Regions from separate parts of the Zea mays genome. Here region 2 is linked to region 1. A link is a contact called in public Hi-C data. All regions are on one chromosome and are shown on one strand. The core of a region is the stretch at or near the end of the contact, and the rest is flanking DNA. Distances in the headings are between cores, read along the strand shown. Region 1 holds the start of LOC100191294 (putative peptidase M48 family protein). Region 2 holds the start of LOC100283905 (protein AATF).

What was found. A called contact is a pair of places that touch in the nucleus more often than the background predicts.
Region 2: a contact with region 1 is called in a Hi-C map of root tip, with 4 times the contacts expected there. The contact joins the promoter of LOC100283905 here to the promoter of LOC100191294 in region 1. A contact is called at or near these places in 7 of 25 Hi-C or Micro-C datasets (ear, endosperm, leaf and 2 more) and 1 of 3 datasets of contacts at active chromatin or transcription factors (leaf).

What each region holds. Positions count from the first base shown.
Region 1 is chr3:33,177,542-33,183,385 of Zm-B73-REFERENCE-NAM-5.0, forward strand. LOC100191294 (putative peptidase M48 family protein) reads right to left here and starts at 2,968. Exons shown (of 9, transcript NM_001367163.1): 1 at 2,696-2,968; 2 at 2,512-2,569; 3 at 2,354-2,421; 4 at 2,056-2,235; 5 at 1,827-1,923; 6 at 1,616-1,722; 7 at 1,019-1,152; 8 at 755-910; 9 at 425-626. The coding sequence starts at 2,926. The coding sequence ends at 778.
Region 2 is chr3:33,645,482-33,651,184 of Zm-B73-REFERENCE-NAM-5.0, forward strand. LOC100283905 (protein AATF) reads right to left here and starts at 2,769. Exons shown (of 12, transcript NM_001156803.2): 1 at 2,461-2,769; 2 at 1,592-1,766; 3 at 1,419-1,493; 4 at 1,198-1,308; 5 at 1,030-1,069; 6 at 874-937. The coding sequence starts at 1,651.

The sequences.
Region 1 (5,844 bases), core at 1,718-4,217:
AATGTGAGTAGAGTGTAATGAAATGTGAGTAGTACGATGGATTGCGATCTAAATGCTTCTTCATTAAGATAGGACCTTAAATAAATTTCAATTTAAAAATAAATAGAAATAGTCTCCAATCCAAATTCGATCCTTAAATTTCCCAAGTCACCCCTAATTGTGAACCAAAATACACAACAAAAATTAGGCCAATTCAAGCAAGGTTCATTTGTTCATGAATAACCGGAGGTCAAAATCTGTTTGATTGGGAGGATTGGAACCCAAATGGCCAAGGTTATCTTGATTTTCTTGCCAGCCTCAATTAGACAAGCATACTAGCCGTAGCTTGCTGATTCATAATAGCCTCGCCTCTTATGCATCACATTGTCACGGGACTCGGGACTTTGGAAAGGCTAACCATGCCGATCTTTCCAGTTATCCGGCAAACTCAAACAAACTTTTATTCATTCTAGTTACAGTATTACACAGTAACAAAAAAGAAAAAAATATATCATATACAAGGAGACTAAATTCAACTGCAAATATATACAATATGTCTATGTTTGTATCTGTTTTTTTTCCAGAAACACCAGCCTTCTCCATATACAGACATTCCCTTCCATACACAAGCTACAGACTCTACAGTCCTGGAAAAAAAACGGTGCCCAGCCACCCAGGAGAAAATCACAAACTCATGATCAGATATACAGGAAAGGACAGTCATGATCTAAAGCTAAATCCTTGCAAAGAAACATGATGGATTCCATGTACAGACCTCTTCGTATGTGTCGCCACTAACTATACTCTGTTCAGCCCCATCTGAAACATTTTTTGCATTACGGTCTTGTACTCCTGGCTTCTTGACCACTCATCGATCTCTCTGGCTCGCATCACAGGCAAAGGGTGTGAAAGCTCTCTGGTTTGTGCATTCCTGCAACATGTAAAGAGATTGAGAAAGAAATGTCATACAACACAAACACATATGCATTTCCACAACAATAATATCGTGAATCATGGTTCAAGTGATAACAGTTCTGACCGGATGTACCACCCAACTGGGTTCGATGCAGCCTTGTCGTACGAACGAGCTTGCTCCAGGAAGGCATCCACATTTAGCTTGTCGGCAAGAGATGGGCATCCTCCGGCCAATTTCATCAGAACAGAGATGACTACCTCTTGACAATCAAGAATAAGTATCAAGTGATGACAGATTTGTAGGATAAGCATTACAACACACAACAAGGTGTTCCTATTTTCAGACAGCCAAGAACAGAGATGACCACCTCACGACAATCAGGAGTTTAGTATTAAGTGATGATACCAACTTGTAGAGTAAGCATGTATCCATTATATGTTAAAACTACAAGCTGCAGCTCCAATTCTTCAAAATTGGAGAACAGCTGCTCTTTCTATGAACTAAAGATTGTTACTAGGAAGATGAATTGAAAACTACACAAACCTCTACTTTTTCTTGGAGTCATATATAATTTGTGGCCAGACCATGCAAAAAATCCACTTCCAGAGCAAAAGCAAAGACAAAAATAGCGCTATTTATACTGCTAGATCTTATGTTCAATACAAATCAATCTTGTATTTTAAAACTGAGGTAGTTTCAGATTTAAGGTAGTAAAGGTACCTTCGGATCTTGCACCACAAGAAGAGCTGCCCTGTCACAAGTCAGCTCTGCAGCTCGTAGCCATCTGTATAGCTGCTCTTCCAGGAAGCCAGCAACCATGCCAAAACCTGAAGAAAGTGCATGTACTTACCATGAGATGTAGTCCAAATAAAGTGTATTTAGGTACATAGCCGACCCTTCTAATGAGATTTTAAGTAGTCAGATGGTCTACCAGGGACAGTGTATGCTCCCATTGTGAGTATATTGGCAAAAGTGAGCCAAACACCATGATCGCACTTGAGGTGACCCAGCTCATGAGCCAAAACAGCCTAATTGAAACAAATCCAATATGATGAGTAATCAATGCATTCAGACAGTAGGTAAGCAAATAATAATTCTTGTTTTGATTGTTCATCTAGGCAATACCAGCCGATGAGTTCGTTTAGAGTAAACAACAGTACCTGCAATTCCCTTGGAGTAAGCAGCTCCACAAGGCTTGTGTGAACGACAATGAATGGTTTTTTGCCGTTGATTGCTAAGGTGTAGGCATTTGGAACAGGATTCTGCCTTATGTACAAGTCAGGAGCTTCGGTGTTCAAGAGCTTCGCAGCCTCAACCAGCAGTTGGTGGAGATCTGGAAGCTGAAGAGCGAAAACAAACGATTAGCTCTCTGAATTACGGTAACTTGTAGGCTGTGGTGATAGAGAAAACAAACAAACTACAAGGTCCGGAAACAACATAAGTTCTGGCAGATCGGACCTGGTTCGGGGAGACGAGAACTGATGTTCCAATGTTCTGGAGTACCATAACTTGCTCCGAGACGGGTCCTGCAGTAGCAAAAGATGGCAGGAATGAATCGTTGAGGATACTACGTTGAGATGGACTGGCAACGCTGAGGAACTATGTGAGTGGGCGACCTAGCAAAGCTTTGCCCACGTCGTTGAGCCCGGGAATTGCTCTCAGCAGCAGAGTGTTCTGTGAAACAAGAAGAAAAGCGGTTCTCTTTCAGAAGACAGGAATTTTATCTATCATCCGCAAGCGCAGTCGAACATTATACGTGGACAGAAAGAAAAAGAGTGTGTTAAATCGAAGAAAGCTAGCCTGCTTGTCCAGCGGGTGGCGGAAGTCGTCGGCGTCGAGGCCCCGAGCAGCCGCAGAGGAGGTGCGGGTGGAGGCAGCTGCAACGGGAACGAACCGCCTGCGGCACGGGCGCCTGGAGGAGGTCGACGCGGAGGAGGGCTTTTGGGCCCAGTAGCAGCGGAAGGCAACGGGCAGGGGAGGGAGGGTGGGGCCGGAGATGAGCCCCGGAGCACAAGCCGGCGAAGCCGCCATGCCCCACGAACCGAGAGCAAGGCGAGGCAAGCAGCGCGGCCGCTGCCACAGGTGTTTTGTCCAGCCAAGGAACGAGACCAAGAAGAAAGCCCCGAAGGCGGAGACGTACGGATGGCCGAGGAATTGAGGGAGGTCAGCTGGTAACTGCGGTTATTTTACTGCTCTGCGTAGTTTTCACGGCAAAAAAGAGATTACCATATATGTATGTATGTATATATATAAAATAATAACAACAATAATAAGTGCTAGCGTAGCGTAGGCGAGCACGGTATCGCGTCCACTACGTTTTTCCGATTTCTGCTAGGCTGCTGGCCCTCGTTCCTCACAATCATCAGTAAAGGAAAAGAAAAATCCGAGTCCACAGCGAAAGGAGTCGCAACTTGCAACGCTGTAAAATCTTGAGAGTTGTGACTGACGTGTTCCATCTCAGACCGCTTGGTTAGCTTTGCCGCAGCCTCAACCTCAAGTTCTCGACCCCAACAGGCTGCGGCTGTGCGGCCGTTCAGACCTTGCCTAACCAGATCGCTACAGTACACATTTTTAAATCACTACCAGTGCCTCCAAAGAAGCAAAGATATTTTTCTCCAGGCCTTTCCTTTTTTAAAATTTCCGATGAAAGCACCATAATACACTGATGGAGGTACCATGATTCACCTGTCCATGGAATATCTGCTAAACTAAGCGCTAGTTTAGCAACTCTATTTTCCCGATAGATTCCCATTTTTCCAATAGATTCCCAATAGAAATTAGTTTATTTTCCCTTGGAAAATCCCTTTAGAAAATAGAGTTCTCAAACTAGTCCTTAGAAAAATGAAAATCTCTTGGAAAAAGGTTGCCAAACTAACCCTAAACATCCCACTTTTTAGGCCAGTAAAACTAAAGTCAGAAAAAAATGTTTTATCAAAGAAGCTACTGCTAGAGCTGTTTTGACTGAAACTAGAGCTCTACCAAACAAACCTTCAGGCAATAACACTGGTACTAGTATGCCTTGGGGGAGGAATGCTCAGAAATAAATGCAGGTACTCTATTGTGTGACCATATTTGTTTTGATTTTTTTTCTTTTATTGGCATTTCTCTTCTAACAAAGACTAGCAAACACAACATAAACTGTCATGCTACCAGGAGAAGTGTACATAAAACCTCCCTCATCATCGCATCCTTCGCAAGAGAGAAACAATCGCAGCTGAAAGTGCATCCTCAAGACTGAAGGCAGTAGGCACTAACCTGTCAGGCCTCCAGGCTGAATGATAACAACCCTTTGATAGCATATAGTCATTTTTACTCCTCCGCCTTGAATACGTCAATCACAACTAGGCCAAGTACTACGGTTATGAGTCAAGTTTCAACAGCAAATGATTCGGGGCTTGTCTTCAATTCTGTGCAAACCATAAACGTCTTCAGTGACATTAAAAAAAAAAGAAGGTATCCAGATTTTGAACAATGACAACTATAAATGCATAGAAATCTATATAACCATGATTTTAAGAATCTGCGCAATGCGACTTTTGGCTGTTCGTCAAACTCAGCAGGAACTAAAGTTAAATCACTAGGGATATCAATGTGACCAGAGATTTGTTTTTTCTTCTTTTGACAGAAACATGACAATAGAAATTTACAAATGCAGGAAATTTCAGGTTCAACAAATATTATGTATGGTTAAATTTGGGAAACTACAATGGGAACAATTTCACACCTTAAATACATGAAGCCTTGTTTTTTTTTGTTTTTTTTTAAGAAACCGCAGGAGAACTGCGCATCTTATATATTAGAGAGGAAAAAAAAAAACATTACAATAGAGGAGAAGTTGCAGAGCAACTCTCCCAAAAACCCAAATAAACCCTAAGGTGATTACAGATTGTTGCTGAAACTTGACCCGACCACGCCCAGGGCAGCAACTGAGCCCAAGCTCCCAAACTCCTTAGCTCCTGCCATTACCCAGCAAACGTACTCATCCGAGAAACACCGGAAAATCCTGGGTAATGAGGGTGACTCCCCATGAAAAACTGCTCTGTTTCTCTGAAGCCATAGACACCAAGCCCCCAGGATGATCAGAGAGTTAAGCCCCTTTTTTCTGGTCTTGACAACCTTATGGCTTGCCTTTCCCCACCAGTCTGCAAAATTCTCTTCATCAGCTGTTGGAGTGAGGTGCCCCAAGCCAATAGCAGCAAGAATTGTGTGCCAAAATTGCCGTGCAAAAATGCACGCAGTAAGGAGGTGCTGAATTGTCTCTTGGGCCTGATCACACATGGGGCAAACATCTGGGTGTGGCATTCCCCTCAACTGTAATCTGTCGGCTGTCCAACATTTGTTCCTTATTGCCAACCAAAGGAAGAATTTGCATTTAGGAGGAGCCCAGGTCTTCCATAATCTCTTCCAAGGCTCAAAAACAGTAGAACCAAAGAGAAGGACTTTGTAGCAGGATTTAGAAGAGAACAGCCCTGATGCCTCGTGCCTCCAAACATGGGCGGTCTTCCTCCTGAGAAAGCTGCACTTCCCCTAAAGTATCCCATAAGAGAAGAAATTGTTGAATTCCAATCAAGGAAAGGGGGGTTTTGATATGAGCTATCCATTGCCTGTTCACAAGAGCCTGACTCACTGTCAATGAGGTAAGAGCTCGTTTAGACACCTTGGACGCCACTTCTGGAGCAAGGTCTCTGATGGAGCATCCATTAAGCCACTTATCTGTCCAGAATAAGGTATTAGAGCCATTTCCCACATGGGAAATCAGGGATGCTGCAAATAGATCTTTAACAGGTTGCTGAATGGGAATAGTCAAGCCATGCCAAGGTCTGCTCTGATCTGTTTTTTGAAGCCACAACCATTTGGTTTGGAGAGCCCAACACATGTGTTGTAAATTAGGAATCCCAAGCCCACCATACTTCAAAGGTCTTGTGACTGAATCCCAGGCCACAAGGCAG
Region 2 (5,703 bases), core at 1,519-4,018, 470 kb after region 1:
AGGGTGAAGCCATGGTATCACTATGTGCCGACATTAGGTTTATAATAGAGTAGTATAGAAGTGAGAATTAAAAAATATATATATTTCATCAACTATTATCCTTTACACCCAAGTTACTTTGTATTCTAGTTTTCAAGCAAGACCTTTTCTACATGCCTTTTCTGCTACAAGGCTTGGCAAAAGAAAGGCATATCAACAAGTATTCCTTGGATGCAACCTACTGATCCAATTGAATAACCTTGGATGCAACCTACTGATCCAATTGAATAACTTATTGGGCAGAGAGCAGCAGTTAGCTTGTTACACAGCTAATACCTTCATATGAAACTGGATTTGTGGCAACTGTCATCGCAATTTGATGGCTCATATAATGACCTACAGGCTACAAGCAGGATGGTAACACAATATATCGCCAAATTATAGAGGTATTTAACAAAATTAAAATACAAGTTTCATTTTTTTTCTTATTTGCATGGGTGTTTTTAGTACCTTAGCTGCCACGTTTACTACATTGTGGCTATCTCAGAGTGGTTTCTGTATTAAAAAACGAACTCTATTAGGAAGCTAGAGCAAACTTCAGTTACGCATAAAAGAAATGCAATTGCCGAGACGTGATAAGCATTTCAAGTACTCATACTCAGGTGATTATCACAAGTAGACAAGTAGTTACTTGAAATCATAGGGATGTAAGCAGCTGAAAATAAACAAATGCTTAGTGTCCTGTAGTGTTTTTCAAGCGCTAGCCAACTTCTAAGTTATACTGATTAGACCGTTGAGGTCCAAATGTTGATGAGAACCCCGTTCCCCAGTCACCAGTCCATTTTTTTTTTCAAGCACTAATGGTTGGTTAGTTATTTCTGTTGCAAAATTTACCTTGCCTGCAATCTCTGTACTTCTGACCACTCGTCATTGTCTCCATTTGAGGCAGAAGGAATTTCTGGGGTCAAGTAAAGAGTTGTGTTATGAACATATAGATGGGATGTCATAGTTTTTACAGTAGAACAAGAACAGTATAGAGAGCAGCAATACCATTGGCATCCTTTGTAGCCTGATTACTCTCAAGCAAAGCCTATAGGTAGTTTAAGAGGTTGAGTACAATGAGAAACATTTCAATTATTATTTGCAAAAGAAACATTTTGATCATATTGAGGAAAATCATAGGAGTGAAAGGAAAACAATGTGTGCAACTAACTGAACCTCCTGCAGCTCCATCATGCTGCTCAAAGTATGTTTCGTCGAATTCAAAAGATCATCATATGCTTGCTCTATCTGCTTATCATGATTGCAAAACCTTGTTCTGATGGATTCCTGCAACAGCACAGTAGAAAACAAAATGGAGTTTAGAATTCAACTTAGCCACAATCCTGCATGAAAAGGGGGGACAATTAAAAAGAACCTAGGGAGATGCTTGCTACAACCTGGGGTAACTTGTTGGAAGTAGAAAACGCCTTCTGCAGCAAGAATCTCATTTCCATGGTCTTGTCCCATATCGCCTTGAAGGAGCATAAATCAAACAAAGGTAAGAATTTTGACAAGATTATATATATGTAGCACATGTTAATACCAAGATGCAAAGAAGGTGGGTCAGCACCTTCTGGTTTTTGACTGCTTGACCTCTCAAGGCATCCTCCTCTCTGTGTTCGTTCATCATCTTTCAAACTATATCTATACAAGGCTTCAGTTGAAGAATCCCCAAATTTGGCTCTGCCCTTAGCTAGTTTGATCTCCACAGTACAACAAACTGAATGGAAGAAAACAAACCTTACCTGTTGCAAAACAAAACAAAACAAAACAGTAAAATCACTTGACTTCAGAGTTGAAACAAAACCGGTATTCACATGTGTAGCACTGATGCATATACAAATACCTTTATCAGAAACATGAAGATACGTGAATACATTATTTTCTTAATAAAAGTCACGATAGAATACATGCAAGTTTTTTTAGAAATAAATAAATGATGAAGCATACTACAATTCTAAAAGTAGCAGTGCAGCAGGAACATTCAAATTGCCCTACATTCTTGATACTGTGCTGCTTTGCTCTTATTTCCAATAAACCAAACACTCAAAATCAGGTCACGTGACCAGATGATTTGACTATGGGTGAGGGGACAAGACAGGACTACGAGAGAAGGAATTGAGAAGCAACTCGTCGCTGACTTGCAGATGGCTCACCGTGGATTTACTATGGGCAGGCAGTGGCAGACACAGAAATGAGGCAAGGGGGTAAAATCAAAAAATTATAATTATAAGGCTAGAAATCTTACTACAGTCAAACCAAAATACATAATCCTAAAATAAAGAGCACAAATAATGACATCGATTGAAAATACTTAAACAACATGGTGGTAGAAAAATACCGTACGGTGCCGTTTTTTAGAAAGTAACAGTTGGCACTCATCAATCAAAATAGGATGCGTTGATGCAACGATAATAATCAATAATCAGTAAATATTACTCGCTGTCTGGCTCACTGTGCAGTGCAGCACAGGGGCCGAACGTGCAAGGGCAGAAGCAGGGGCACTGCGGCCGCTTGGGAGCTGGGCGCCTGCTGGACAATAGACGCTGGCGAGTAGGTAGCTAGCCGAGGAAGCGAGGTCGGCCAGACCGCCTGACGGGTTCGAGAGGTAGGGGCGCCGCCACGGAAGACGCAGGCAGGCGCAGGCGCGGCCGTCGCTACTCGCTCGAGACTCGGGATTAGGTGGACGGCCGGGTGGGGGCTGGGCCGAAGGAGAGGAAACCGTGGGTGAATTCTCCGCGGGGGAATACCTCCTCATCCTCTCTCCGCGACGAAAAAAATTACTTGTAGAGATCTCCGCAAACATTTACATAACATTTCTTCTCCATCCCATTCCTACAAAGATAAATCCATCTCTATCCGCGAGGGAATACCTCCTTATCCTCTCTCCGCGACGAAAAAATTTACTTGTAGAGATCTCCGCAAACACTTACATAACATTTCTTCTCCATCCCATTCCTACAAAGATAAATCCATCTCTATCCCTATTTAAATTATAATTAAGACATACATTCTTTGTTAGTAATATTAAACATTATCACGTATACACATTGTTTAATGTAAAAAATCATATATATACATCAAAATGAACATATTTATATAATTAGTGTTCTCTTTACAAGGTAATTATTTATTTTTGTTGTTAACTAGTACACAAAAACATAGTCGCGTGTAAGTTTAACGGGTCCGCAGGGAACAGGAATGGGAAATGCTTCCCGTCTCAATCCCTGTTTACCCATCGAGGGATAAAATTTCACGTTTATATCCTCGCGAGAAAGTTTCTTCCCCATCGGACAATGTTGCCAACAGACATAGCCTTTGAGGCACCCAGATTAACCTTTCAAAAGCATCACATAGGCAGAAGCAACCCGGCTTGAGAAGATTAATGTACTAGAAGAGAAACGTTTAAATGTTGTTGTTGGTCACTTGTTCTCAAATGTTGTAAATCGAGAACAAGGCAACACAATTATTAAGTATTAAGGACCTTCGTCTTCCGAAGCATTATCTCCTCGCGAGTATAATGATCATCAGATAAAGGTCGTGAAGAACATGTCTTTATCATATTATAGATAAATAAAAATAGATAAGGATAAATATAATGAATATAACTCATTGATTCCCTCATATTTACAATCCATAAAATATGTATGAGTATCAACAGAATTTGTATTACATTGATACATTCGGCTTGCTCGAAGGTGTTGATGCGAGAAAGATTACAAAACCAGTGTGAACAGTACAGTGCTACTGTTCATCTATTTATAGACACAGGACGTAGCCTAGGTAAAAGTATATTTATGTTCCTGACATTTACTTGTGATCGTAACATAAATCATTAAGGACTAAGTAGTATTTTTTCCCTTTCGGCCAGCATCGTCATCAGTCTTCATCACCATTATAAGTCGAAGTTGTTACTCTGTCAATAGCTTCGACATTTATTCTTATCATCTTTAGATCATATCTTCATCTCGTATGCCTTCATCGTGGGGGAAAGACTTCCATCCTGAAGACGAAGCTCCCTGTAATAGCTTATGCAAAAAGCAAATGGTTAATTATGTTTTTGAGGACCTTCGGAAGAGGAAGGCCCCCAACAGTTGTCATTCAGTCAGCCCGATATCAGCAAATCTTGAGACGCTACCATGCAAAGTAAGAGCACCTAGAGGGGTGAATAGGTGATCCTGCAAAAATTAACTCTAAATAACACAAACTTGGTTTATAGTGAGTATTAGTGAAAGCTAAAACCTAGTTGGTATGAGTAGAGATGGAGAGATGAGAACTCTTCACTTGATTGCTCCTTTGAAATGTGTATCAAACTTAGGAGCAATAATACAAGTGAATATGACAACTCAAGAAGACAAAAATCACAATAGAATGAATGGACAAGAGACATGGCGATTTTATCCCGTTGTTCGGCCAATGCCTACTCCACGTTGTGGTGACCTCCTTCGGTCAAGGGTTGCACTCAACCCCTCTCAAGTGATCCAAAGATCAAACTTGAGTACCATGATTACCTTCCTTATATCAAGTCCCGGTTGTGAGGAATTTTCACAAATTGGAGTCTCTCACGCCTTACACAAATGTTTACGATCAAAACGGAGTAAGGAGGGAGTAGAAACACAAATAAGAACACAATCGCAACAACAACACACACACAAGTCGAGAAAAGAGCGCAAGAATCACAGTTTAAGAACGCGCTCAAATCTCTATCTAATAAATTGACAGTGTGGTCGCGGTCTCAGAGTTGTAGAATGCTCAAGGTGTGCTTGTGTACTACTCAATGGCGCCTAGGGGGTCCTTTTATAACCCTAAAGGACCTAGGAGCCGTTGGAGCTCCATTTGGATGGCCCTGGTTGCATTCTGTCCACGGGTGCACCGGACTGTCTAGTGCACACCAGACACTGCATAGTGCAATGGCTACAAATCGTTGATTGTTCACCTTCTGCTTTTGTGGGGCAGCGGACGCTTCTGGTGGGTGGCACCGGACTGTCCGATGCACTTGTTGACGTTGGCTCCGGCTGACGTGTCAAGTAGCTGTTGACTAGTTGGTATACCAGACTGTCTGGTGCTCTGCGTGGACCTTCTGGTGAATTATAGTCGAAGTCTGTTTTTCCCGAGAGTAGCCCTTTCAGTCGGACTGTGCACCAGATTGTCCGGTGCTATGCAGACCAGTCCAAATTGCTCTTTTTCATTCTAATTCTCTTTTGCTCCTTTTGACTTATCTTCAAATAGTCCCTAGCAATTAGAAAAATATGATCAGTACCTAAAACAATTGACTAAGTGCTAAAAGCATACCTTTTCACTTGGAACCATATATATTTGTAGTATGCCCACTTTCAAGCCTAAAAGTGCCTTCCTCTCAATTTGCTTTAACTACCTATGCTCATTGCTCAATAAGATAATGTTAGTCCAAACATAATGTGTTGAGCATTTAATCACCAAAACTAAATAGAAATGGCCCAAGGGCACATTTTCCTTTCAATCTCCCCCTTTTTGGTTATTTATGCCAACACTCCTAAAAGCAACAAAAGAGGTACTAACATGATCGAATATGAGTCAACTTTTGGAAATTGAAGTCAAATGAAACACCAATAGAATAAGACTAAGATTTGGCATATTTAGATCATTTTGCCACCACTTGGTTTATTTTTGCAACACAAATTCATTTTTCACTTCTATGTCAAA